Regions from separate parts of the Muntiacus reevesi genome. Here region 2 is linked to region 1. Evidence: chromatin contacts called from public Hi-C data. All regions are on one chromosome and are shown on one strand. The core of a region is the stretch at or near the end of the contact, and the rest is flanking DNA. Distances in the headings are between cores, read along the strand shown. Region 1 holds the start of ZNF248 (zinc finger protein 248). Region 2 holds the start of LOC136157209 (ral guanine nucleotide dissociation stimulator-like).

Region 1 (5,750 bases), core at 229-2,728:
CTTCCACCATCACACAGCCTTCGATGGCTTCAGGACACCGTGTCATGATTATATACAACAAATAACAAATGAAGATATAACAAATAAAAACTTAGGATCTGAGTAATGTTAACAGAGCCAAGAAAAGGCTTTGGTGGCTAGGTGATCCAGCCCCTTCCAATCCACTTCACAAACGACTTAACTGAGGGGTCCAAGCTCCAGCTGCCTATACAGAACAAACACTAACAGCAGCTGACAAAACGTGGGCGCTCAAAACAACCCAAAGAGGCAAGCACTCTAGAGGTCTGCATTTTACAGATAAGAAAACCAAGTCTCTAGGCGGCAATTTGGTCCAGGAAATTCATTTATTCCTGGGCCCTGCGGGAGACAATGGTCTTCTCCTACAGCCTCCCGGCTCCCTGTAAGCGCGGCGCAGGAGAGACGCATACGTCACTACGTGAAGTGCGCAAAAACAAGTCGCACAGGCGCAATCGCTCTTCCCCGCACCTCCTACCCGCCCCCCACCCCCGTGGGCCCAGCGCACACTTCACGCACGCGCACTCCCCACCCGCGGCCACAGGACAGCGCCTCCCGCTCCGCTGAGGGGCGGAACACCTGCAGACCGAGTGAGCCTGAGAGGCCGCGTTCCCACACGGAACTCTGGCCCCTTAAGGCAGAAGCGCACTCGCCTGCCGTCCCTTCAGTTCTGCAGATGCTGTAGGCTCCCGCGGTCGCGCAGTGTTCGCGGGGCTCCAACCCACCACCCGACACCGCTGCCTCGGCCGGTTCTCCCAGCCGCGCGGAGCCCGCTCGGCCCTTGCCCCCACCCTCCGGGGCTCACCCGCAGCTCCCTCGCCCGTGGACCTGGAGGCCAGGGATTGTTTCCCACGAGGGGCTGGAGGCCGCGGAAGGACGAGCCAGGAGGAGAAGGCGGGGATGCACATGCGCAGAGGGAGGGAGCGGCGCGGCGCGGCGTGGCGCGGTAGCAGCGACCTGGATCTTAGCTCCTGGTAGTTTGCGTTGGAAAAGTGGCCGTACCTTTAGAAGCATGCCTCACTCATACATTTTAAAAGTAAGCTAATAGTAGTGCAGTACCTAACTAACGGTTTTTTATGAAGATTTGGGATGTTTGTCTTGTAAAAGCACTTAGGATGAGTTCCGGCACAGAAATTGTTCAGTATGTTTCTTAAGATTATCTTTCAAACTGTACACCATGCCCACTCTAGAAGTAAGCTGGAGAGTTTCTGCCTTGTTGACTGAACTGAGAGGTTACTATCTGTTATACTCATTCCTGCTACCTGAACCCTGGATTCTGTCCGTGTCCCACAGATGTACGTCAAAGCAGTGTGCATTTTTGACTAGACGCATCAAGAAAAGTGGTACACTTAATTATATTTATGAACGTGAACAGATGTTATTTTAGTTTTGGTAAACTTATTTTCTGGCAGTTTAGACAGCAAATTTATGTAAACTAAAATGATACCTGTGAGCAGCATAGTCGTTCTCTAGAATGAGGAAAAAAGCGACCTAGCAGTTCATTATTAATAAAAATTGTTCATATATGCGAAACTGTTCATATTCAAACTTAAGGAAGAAAGCACTTTCTCATCTCTCCAAACCAACTATGTTTTCCCTGGAACCAAATATATATTATTTTATGTGGGCATTCTCATGATATTTTTAACACACTATAATCATAAGAGCCTGTTAGTTGATGATGAACTTTTCATAAAAGAATATGTAGTTAACTCTTTCTGGTCAACGTTATTTAAAATTTTTTAATAACTAAGCTGCTCTGATTGGTCCCATATACTCTTCACCCAGTTTCCCTTAATTGTTAACATTTTGCAAAACCGTGGTACATCTAGCAAAACTAAGAAAGTGATATGGGTACAATTCTAATGAAACTACAGAGTTTATTCGTTTTTCCATTAATGCGCTTTTTACTGAGCTAGGATTCAATCCAGGATACCACAGTACGTTTAGTCATCACATCTGTTTGGTCTCATCCAATCTATAATAGTTTCTGGTCTTTCTTTGTCTATTATTACCTTCAGATTTGTGAAGAATAGTGATCACATATTTTGAAGAGTGTCCCTGAATTTAAGTTTGTCTGATATTTTCTCCTGATTGGACTAAGGTTTTAAATTTTTAGAAATATCACAGAGAGGATGTGTCTTTTATATATATGAGGGGACACACGATTATCAACATAACTTATATTACCCTTGGTTACTTCGTTAAGGTCAAGTCTGACAAGTTTCTCCAGTATCGTTAGGATTTTTCACTTTCCAATCTATGCTTAGAAGTCCAGTGTAGACACTGGTTATGAAGTCCAGTGCACTCAGCAGGGGGCAGTAATAAGCTGCATCTCAAATTTAGGGTGATATTTTTAAACTGCCACATTTAGTAGTGAATTTGGGTTGAGAACCTTTGAGGTTATGCAGATATACTCTTTCTACTTAGAGTTTTGGCCACTACTTTTATCTTTCATATGTGGATCTTGCATGCAACAGTTATTACTGTGGTATTCCAATTGGTGATTTAAGATTTCACCTCTTTCTTCTTTATTAATTGGAAATCTTCTATAAGGGAAGATTTTCATTCCCTAAATTTGTTTATAACATCATTTATTTATATCAATATGGATATTTGTTTTATTCCCAACTGTTGGAGGAGTGTGTAATTTTCTCAGTTCTGTCTCAATGTAAAGATTTGAAATGGTGGATCAGTGTTACAGCTTTGTTACAGTCCAGTTTTCTTTGGGGAGCAAAGGGTAGTACATCCTAGAGGTGTGAAGACAGGCTGACCCAAAAAGGAGAGAGGCTCAATCTTGGCTCCTGTTTTTATAAAAATGTTTTGTCTCCTCTCCCTGAGTCTGTCCTATATAAATTGGGCTAGCCAGGAGGTCTGTTTGTTTTACCTGTGGTGCTCAGTCTGGTCCTCGGATTTTCTTTTGTTCCATTTTCACGAGCTTTTTCCTTTCTTTGTCTTTTAGCCACTGTCATTTTGGACTCTTTTTTCCTATTCTACCTACCTAACAATCCCCCCTCAAGAGATGGGAGGCCCAATTCTTTGGGAATAGGGGCATCAAGGTCTTTCTGGCTACTTCCTGCTGAGCTGGGATGACGAGGGGCATTGGGCCTCCCTCTCTTGCTAATCTCAAACCTCAGAGTCCTTATAGCAGTGTCCATCTAAGGGTGAGTGATATTTTCTGTGGTTGGCTGTAGTTTTCTATATCCTTGTTGAACTGGCTTTGCATGTTGTAGCTTGTTGACCTGGGCAGATAAAATAGGTTAGGCAATTGCTAATACATGGAGCAATCATAAGCAGCATTAATATGGTGATAACATGGGTTAGTAGGGGCATTAGCCAACTCCAAATTCCCCTTTGCCAGGAGAAGGATCCCCCAAGGAGAGATTGTAGCCACCCTGAGGACTTTTCAGCTCGTTATTTTGAGATCCTGTAGGATCTGAATGTTTTTCTTGAGGACTGTGAGACTTTCTTTAACTTGGCTGGAGGTATTTACCCAGCAACAACACATCTCACTCAAGATGACTCAAATCCCTCCTTGTTTAGGGATCAGGAAATCTATCTCCTGTCTGTTTTGGAGTACAACCTCTGCCAAGCTATGTTGGCTCTTTAGAGCTATCCTGAGAAATTTTATTCCTGGAAACTTAAATTGAGCATGTTCATTAGAATGACACTCACTTGTAGTCCTGGATAGGTATCTGAGGTTTCCCAGGGGCTGACAGGTGTACTGAGTGCCCTCTTCTGTTTTCTTCTACAGCTTGACTCATGAGTAGTGAATCCAAGAGTTGTGCCCTGGTACCTTGTCTGCTGTGGGGGTAGAAAGTATTACAGGGTAGGGGCCCTTCCATGTGGGCTGGAGTTGAGCCTTTGGGGACCCATCTTTCCAGACTTTAATTAGGACTTGAGGCCCTGGAGCATATAGTGTTGGCTCTTTAGAATCTTTTGGGTCCAGGTTGACATCCCACAAGGGTATTTCTTGTTGGAATTGCCCAGTGGCCATGGTGTAAGACCAGAGGGTCTGAGCCTCTGCATTAGGAAGAGGTCATTGATATAAACAAAATGTCTCCCATATAGCATCCCATAAGGACTAAGATCAAGCTGTTCCTTAGGGGCAATATGGGTGTGGAGGAGAGCTATGGGTAAAGCCTCCTTCCATCCAAGGGAAGTCTCCTGGGTTATCTTTGTTATCAGTGATTTTAAGAATTGGTTGGCTCTTTCTACTTTTCCTGAAGACTGAGGCCTCTAGGCACAATGGAGGTAATAAGTAATACCCAATGCTTAAGAGACTCCTTGGGTGACCTTAGAAGTAAATGATGTCCTATTGTCACTTTGCAATGACCTGGGCAGACCAAATCTCGGAATGATTTCTTGGAGCAGTTTTTTTTTTGTTTGTTTGTTTGTTTGTTTGTTTTACTACTTCCTCAGCCTTCTCAGTCCAGGTGGGAAAACCTTCAATCCACTCTGTGAATGTGTCTATCATGACTAGAAGGTATTTATACTCTTGAGAAACTGGCATCTGGGTGAAGTCCATCTACCAGTCCTCTCCTGGGTATGTCCCACGCTCTTGGACAGGCTGGGCCAACTGGAGTCTTCTAGCTCCTTGGAGTTTAATTGGCAAGTGGGACAAGAGGAGACCACTTGACTTATAGTCGTTTGGAGGCATGTTCCTCTGAAGGGTCTTTCTAATAATCTTTGGAGGGCCTTCTCCCCTAAATGAGTGGTGGCATGTAAGGAGTTAACCAACTTCCACTGGAGGTTCCCAGACAGAAAAAAGAGTCAAGGAGTTCCTCCTTTTGGAACCGCCCCATATGATCTTCTTGAGAGCCCTCACTTTTAGCTTTAAGAGTCTCACCTTCAATATATGAAGGAGTTTCTGGCAAATTAGTCTGTGAAACTAAGGTGGCAAACCCTATTAGGTCATTGTTCTGTAATGCTGCTCTCTTAGCTGCCTGATTGGCTGCTTGGTCCCTTGCACCACTTCCATGCTCCCTTTTTGGTGTCCTCTGCAATGGGAGACTGAAATCTCAGCGGGCAGATGAACTGCCTCCAAGAGTCTAAGGATTTGATCACCACACTTGATTCAGGACCCTGGGATGGTCAAGTGGCCTCTTTCTTTCCTAATAGCAGATGTGCATGTAGCACCAGAAAGGCATACTTGGTGTCCGTGTAAATGGCTGCTCTTTTTCTTTTTTCCAGCTCTAAAGCTTGAATCAGGGATATGAGCTCAGCCAATTGGGCTGAAGTACCGGTGGCAAAGATTTAGCCTCTATGATCTCAAAATTGGAGACTACTGCATATCTGGCTCTTCTTTTTCCATCTGAGACAAAGCTGCTTCCATCAGTGTGGCAGATTTGCTCAGGATTGGTCAGAAGATCTTCTGACAATCTCTGTCGGGGCTTTGAACAATGGTCCAAAGTTTCTAGGCAAGAGTGAACGGAGAGAGCCTTTGGGGCTAGACAGGAGGATAGCTGGGTTAAGAACCTCACAGGAGGATATAGTCAGGCCTGTATTTTCCATCAGCAGTACTTGATATCTGAGGTGATCAGACACCTATAAATGGCTTCTCCCATTCAGGAGTTGTTTCATTTGGTAGCTGGTAAAAATAGTTTGCCCCCAAAATAGAGTTTTAAAGCATCTTCTATCAGGACTGTGATAGCTGCAAGATTTCGAAAGCAGAGAAAGATCTCTTCCCAATAAGGGAGTAGGACACTCAGTGACCACCAGAAACTGGTGGGAAA
Region 2 (5,800 bases), core at 2,866-5,365, 130 kb after region 1:
CTATAAGGACATTTTTTAAAAGTGTTCAATACTGACCAAAGCAGAACTGTAGAATAGGTTAAAACTTCCCCTCTTTCTAGAGTCTCTATTTTTCCCACTTTCAAGCCCAAAGGCTATGATTTCTAGTCAATAAAAGAAAATTTCCACACTGAAAATTTATGGCATGGTGGTAATAACACTTCCCAAGTTGTCTGAGAGGATTATGTAAGACAAACTACATCAAGCACTTACCAAAGGGCCAGGAATTTCATTAATTGCTAAGCATGCTGTTTTGTTTTAAAAAATTAAGTTCAAAAAGCAAAGAAATGGTTACCACAGAATTCAGAATTTTCTCTGGTTAATGGTAGGATGAGATCTTAAGGCAGGGCACACAGGGTAATTTTCATTGCTTAAGTCAGACAGGGCATAGAGTGGTATTACTTAATCAGTATTCCCTAAATTATACCTATATGTTATGTATATTACTTTGACTGCATAACATATGATTTTTTAAATAATTTATTTAATAAAAAATTAATTTCTATAGCCAATAAAATCCTACATATTCTACTCCCTTCTACTTCTTAGACCTTAAGTTTTATTGCTGTCTCCCAAGTTTACCTCTCTCTAGTTTCAATGTCCTAAATACTGTTTCTGGAACATGCCTCAGGGTGTGTGCATATGATTTTTCCATCTATGAAGAATGCTTTTCCTCCAGATTTCTACCTGGATATTTCATTTAATTCAAGATATTCCTCAAATCTTACTTTTTAGAGTGGCACTCCCTAATCAACTTATTTCTTCTTCCTCACTTTTAACAAGCCGTTCTCTTACACTGCTTGAGTTTACCTTTGAGCACATACATCAGAAATACTGCTCAAATACTGACACATTTTATTAATATTAATATTAAAAATCACATTAATTAATACTCTTATTAATCTCATCAGAAAAGTCTTTAAGTATTAGCATTTGTTAACTTTGCAAGTTTTCCAACATTCTGATTTTCACTTGAAAGCACTTTTAATGTTAGCAACAAATACAAACAGGTATTTTCCATCAACTGACAGGCTCACTTCACTCATTTTTGAGAAAATGTGTGAATACCATAGTTTGTCAGTTGTTCTTTCACATAAAAACGGTATTTCATGAAGAAAAGTGGCTAGGTGAGCTCACAAATCAATCACTTTAAGTGCTTTTCCTCAAGACAACCAACCATCATATACCAGTATGCAGCAAATTTATGAACTTTCCATTTCACCCCACTGAGTAAGAAAAAGATGTGTACTCAAAGGTCAAGATTTAATAAATTAATAATTTTTACTATTTCATCAGACACCCTTAAGTAAAGGTGGCAATATTTTTTTTAACTATGCACATATTGTGGAGGAATACAATGTCACGGTTGTTATCATCCTGATTTATGCCAGACAGGCAGCTGTGCTTTTACACTATCAATGCTAATTTCATCAATGTAAAAGGCAATTTGTATCCTGGTATGTTTTGAGGGGCTTCCCTTGTGGCTCAGATGGTAAAGAATCTGCCTGCACTGTGGGAGATATGGGTTCAAATCCCTGGGTTGGAGAAAATCCCCTGGAAAAGGATATGGCAAATTGCTCCACTATTCTTGCCTCGAAAATTCCATGGACAGAGGAGTATGGCGGGCTACAGACCACGGGGTCACAGAGTCAGGGACAACTGAGCACACACGTTACGTTTTGACTTCACAGACTCACTGAAAGGGTCTTGGGATTCCCAGAACACACCTTGTAACTGTTGTTGTATTCAAAGAATATTTTCCCCAAAGGTGATTTTTAATGATTTCCACTTTTCTAATTTAATATATGGGCTCTCTTTCATAAAACTCACTGAAAACATATACAGAGTGAAATAAAGAAAGAGGTAAATAAATGACTCACCCTGTACTTGTTCATTTTCTGCTGCTAATGGAAACTATAGAAACTATGAAGTCAGGATTGGGAAAGTTGAAAGACAGAAGTCCTAAGAGACCTTATCTTGAAGTCAGGATCACCTGTGAGAAATTTACATACAACATTTTAGTAGAAGATAAACCTCTGGGAAAATGTCCCTTTGAGCCATGAGAAGCAATAAGAAGGACCACGATAAAGGAGTACCCACCTGTCCACTGGTGACTCATATAATCTTGATGAATCTGGACATTTTTTAATCTAAACATGTTTTTCCTGTTGGCTGTTTATGTGTCCATTACTAAATAATACAAACAATTGAAAACTTATATGTCCAATAATAGCAGATTAGTTAATCAAGGTATATAATATATATCCAGGGTATGGAATCCTATACTGGCATTACAATGTTTGTAAAGAGAAATATCTATTAATATGGAAAAGCTTTAAGTTACATATCATAACAATTTTGCCTATTAATATTATAAACCCCACAACGTTAGAAAGTCTTCAAAGCTCTCAAAAATAGGATGTTTCTTCTTCCTAAATTTCATTTTCTCCAAAATCACTTTTTCAAAAACTTTGTTTTGACTACAAATGGTATAGTGACAGGGAGGCGCGCTGTCAGCTCCAGCTCTATGCTAAGCTCTATGAATAAACCTAGTCACGATCTTAGTTCTATGCTTTTATCTTTAACATGAGAAGGAATTAGGTAATTTTAAACAATCATGTACTATTCTAAGTCTGTAAATCTTCAATTCAACACCACAGATACAATAGAACCGGGGAATGCACTGTCCCCTCCAACCTTGGACTGGGGCCTAGAGCAAACAAAGTGCAGATAGGCCTTGATGAATTCTGACACGGCCATCTAATCTGTTCACAGTGACACAAATTTAGCTTCTAAAATAACAATTTGGCACCATAACCCCCAAGCAGGCACGTCATGTAGGGAGCAAAAGCTAACTAGATGCCATAATGTGAGGTCCCTCCCATATGCAGAGGACACCACTTCCAGCTGCCCTGGTACTTACAAAACGCCTACTTACTAAGTCTAGTGCACCATCCAATCAGAGGCCTTATGATATCACCTTCATTATGTGGAGCATGGATGAAATCGCAATTTACATCTTTTTAAAAAGTCTGTCCCATTTCCGACCTGGCTTGGATACGATTCTTATCTTCTCCAGTAAAACTTAAAATTCAGGGTTTCAACTATGGTTTAAATTTACATATCTAACAGTCATCTGAGAATACACAGGTCAGAGAATGCAGAAGGGCCTTTTACCCAGGAGTTTTAAGGAAAACAGAATACTGGAAAGTAAGATTAGATCCACGACACGCTGGTGGTGCTCAGGGACAATCACTGTATTAAATAAAACTTTAGGGTGGGAAACTGCATGAATACAAAGTAAAACAAATCAGAATTTAAATCCCACCTGCTAATGACGGCTAAGCCAGCTTCTCTTTCTGAACCCTTAGTACCTGTATTTATTAAATGGAGGTGGTTAATACCGATTCAAAGGATGCTTATTATTAAATGAGCCAATAATGAAAAGAACAGCATAATGAGAAAAGCAGCTCACCTTTATTGAAGCCTTATCATACTTCATATACACTACCCTATTGAATACAAGAAACGACCCTAAAGGCTATTGTACTCTTACAGATGAGTACCCGGGTTCTACCCAGATTAACCTGCGCATTTACCGGCGGGCTCTGGAGCTGAGCCCAGATCCGTCTGGTTTCACAGCGCCACGTCCCCAGCAGCCAGCGCCGCCCACGCGCCGGCGCGGACGTGACTGGCTTGGGATCCACGTCACAATCAGCCGTTCTCGCGCGCGCCCCAGGCCTCCTCCAGCCACCCCTTCCACGCAGGTCGAGAAACGCGGCTCCTGAGGAGGAACGGGGCTGCAGACAACCGTCCCTCCGCCAGGCCCCTTGCCTGGCCTCCTCCCCAGGCCTCCTCCAAGGGCAGTCCGGCGCGCAGAGGGGGGCGGCCGTCGGCTGCCAGAGTACCCGACTTGGCGCAGCCGCGGAAACCGGCTTCCCCCCAACCCGGCCTAGCGCCTGCAGCCAGGCCTCCGACACACCTGCAGGGGCTCGGCCTCCGCTCCTGGCCCGCGCAGGTTTCAGGCCCGCCCTCTGCGGCGCCCAGCGGACCCGGAGGCTCTTGAGTCCTCTCCCCCCGGGGGCGTGAGGTGGACAATGGCGACTACTGAAAGGAGGTGGAATTGCTCATGCGCGGAAGGCTTCTGCGCCCCACTCGGGAATTGCGCTTCCACTTTGGGTGACGTCACGAGAATCGGCTTCTTCCCGCGATCTGAGCTGGTCCTTTCTTTACTCGCGGTGGCCGCGGGTTAGAGGGGCCATCCCCAGTGTGCGATTGGAAAACAGGAAACTACCGTGAGGTAGTGCGATGAATAGCGATAGTAATATTTAAAGATAGTACTCGAAGCTAGGGGGATGAACAATGCGTAGTAAATGGTGTCAAGTTTTCTCACTTTTATCTTTCATCCTAAATTCACATGGTAATTGGGGTGGCCATCTCTATTAGTAAATTGCTTTTATCCAGATGAAAAGTTAAGCTTCTTGTATGTCTGTGACAAATAAGTAGCTACAACTTGTAAGCGAAGGGCCTGGGAGTTAACCAGAGACGGGGGAGATAGGGTGCTATCTTCCTTGATGTTTGTTTACATTTCAAAGACATTGTTCCGAGGCCTTTTAAAAAAGGTATTCCTGGGTGGCAAAACTAACAAGAGGTTTGTTTGCTTTTTAAAAAGATTTGCATGCATCTCAAAGGGACAGAAAAAGGATTGCAATTACAAGTTTTAACAAGGAAATGCTCCAAGAAAAGAGGGGAAGAAAATCTTTCCCCCCTTTTGAACCAGGGAAAATTCAATTTTTTAATATTTGTATTTACTCTTACAGGAAACTCTATAAAACTTAATTTCAGTCAAATGACAATTCTTTTTCTAAGAGTTTGGTTTTGTTTTCTTTGACAAGTAATTTTAAACTTCACCAGAAAATGCATAATCTCAAAAGAATAGGTACGAAATTGTATTGGAAATGCATATTATTGTAAACATAATTTAAAATTTGGTGCTGGCTTCAAAGGAAAATAGAAACAGATCCAAATACATAAGAATTGAGTATATGTTAAAATTGTTATTTAAAACTGGAAATAGTTTGGAATATTCAGTTAATGATTTGAGAAAATAAGGTTAATATGGTACATGAATTCAGCATGTAAAGTTAAAAGGCAAACCATCAATTACTTAGAATATAAATAAGAAGTTTTAAAGGACATAATTTGATATAGTATGAAACAAAAAGCAGAAACAGCAAAGAATATAACAAGGTGAAATCACAGACTGAGAAAGTATATTGAATGATTATGAGACACAGATTTAACCCTCGTGGATAAACTACTCACAAATTAATTGAAAGATGAGCATCCAATATGCAATAAAAATAGAAAAAGAATATCCTGTTGCAGATTTTCATACAATCTACAATGCAGGGAACTGCCAGATGCTTCAGTATTCTATTTACTATTGCAAATATATATAGAGAGAGACAGTTAAATTATGACAAGCCCTTTACTTTAAGATACATTACAAATCCAATTTCAAAGTTGTTAAAATATGACAAAAAGCATGTCTTAGAAACACTGAAATGTAATCGTAAGAAAGTACAATTAGTTACTATGTATATGAAAACTTTGTTATATTACCGGACATCAAGGAAATCTTAAAATGAACATGAAACACTATTTTGTCTACAGGTTTCAAGTTTCATTCCTTTTAGAAATTACCACCTTAAGTAAAAACCCACATAGAAATTTCCCCAATTTTATTTTCTTCATACTATTTACCCCAGTGATTTCTCCT

Evidence for each region. Hi-C and Micro-C count contacts between places; a contact is called where the count stands out from the background.
Region 2: a contact with region 1 is called in a Hi-C map of muscle, with 4 times the contacts expected there. The contact joins the promoter of LOC136157209 here to the promoter of ZNF248 in region 1. A contact is called at or near these places in 2 of 3 Hi-C or Micro-C datasets (blood and muscle).

The regions. Positions count from the first base shown.
Region 1 is chr2:81,211,738-81,217,487 of mMunRee1.1, forward strand. ZNF248 (zinc finger protein 248) reads right to left here and starts at 1,479. Exons shown (of 6, transcript XM_065922232.1): 1 at 821-1,479.
Region 2 is chr2:81,337,867-81,343,666 of mMunRee1.1, forward strand. It overlaps LOC136157209 (ral guanine nucleotide dissociation stimulator-like), which reads left to right and starts at 4,116. Exons shown (of 7, transcript XM_065919200.1): 1 at 4,116-4,266. The coding sequence starts at 4,116. It overlaps ZNF25 (zinc finger protein 25), which reads right to left and starts at 4,314. Exons shown (of 6, transcript XM_065922239.1): 1 at 3,618-4,314; 2 at 1,899-2,011. The coding sequence starts at 1,913.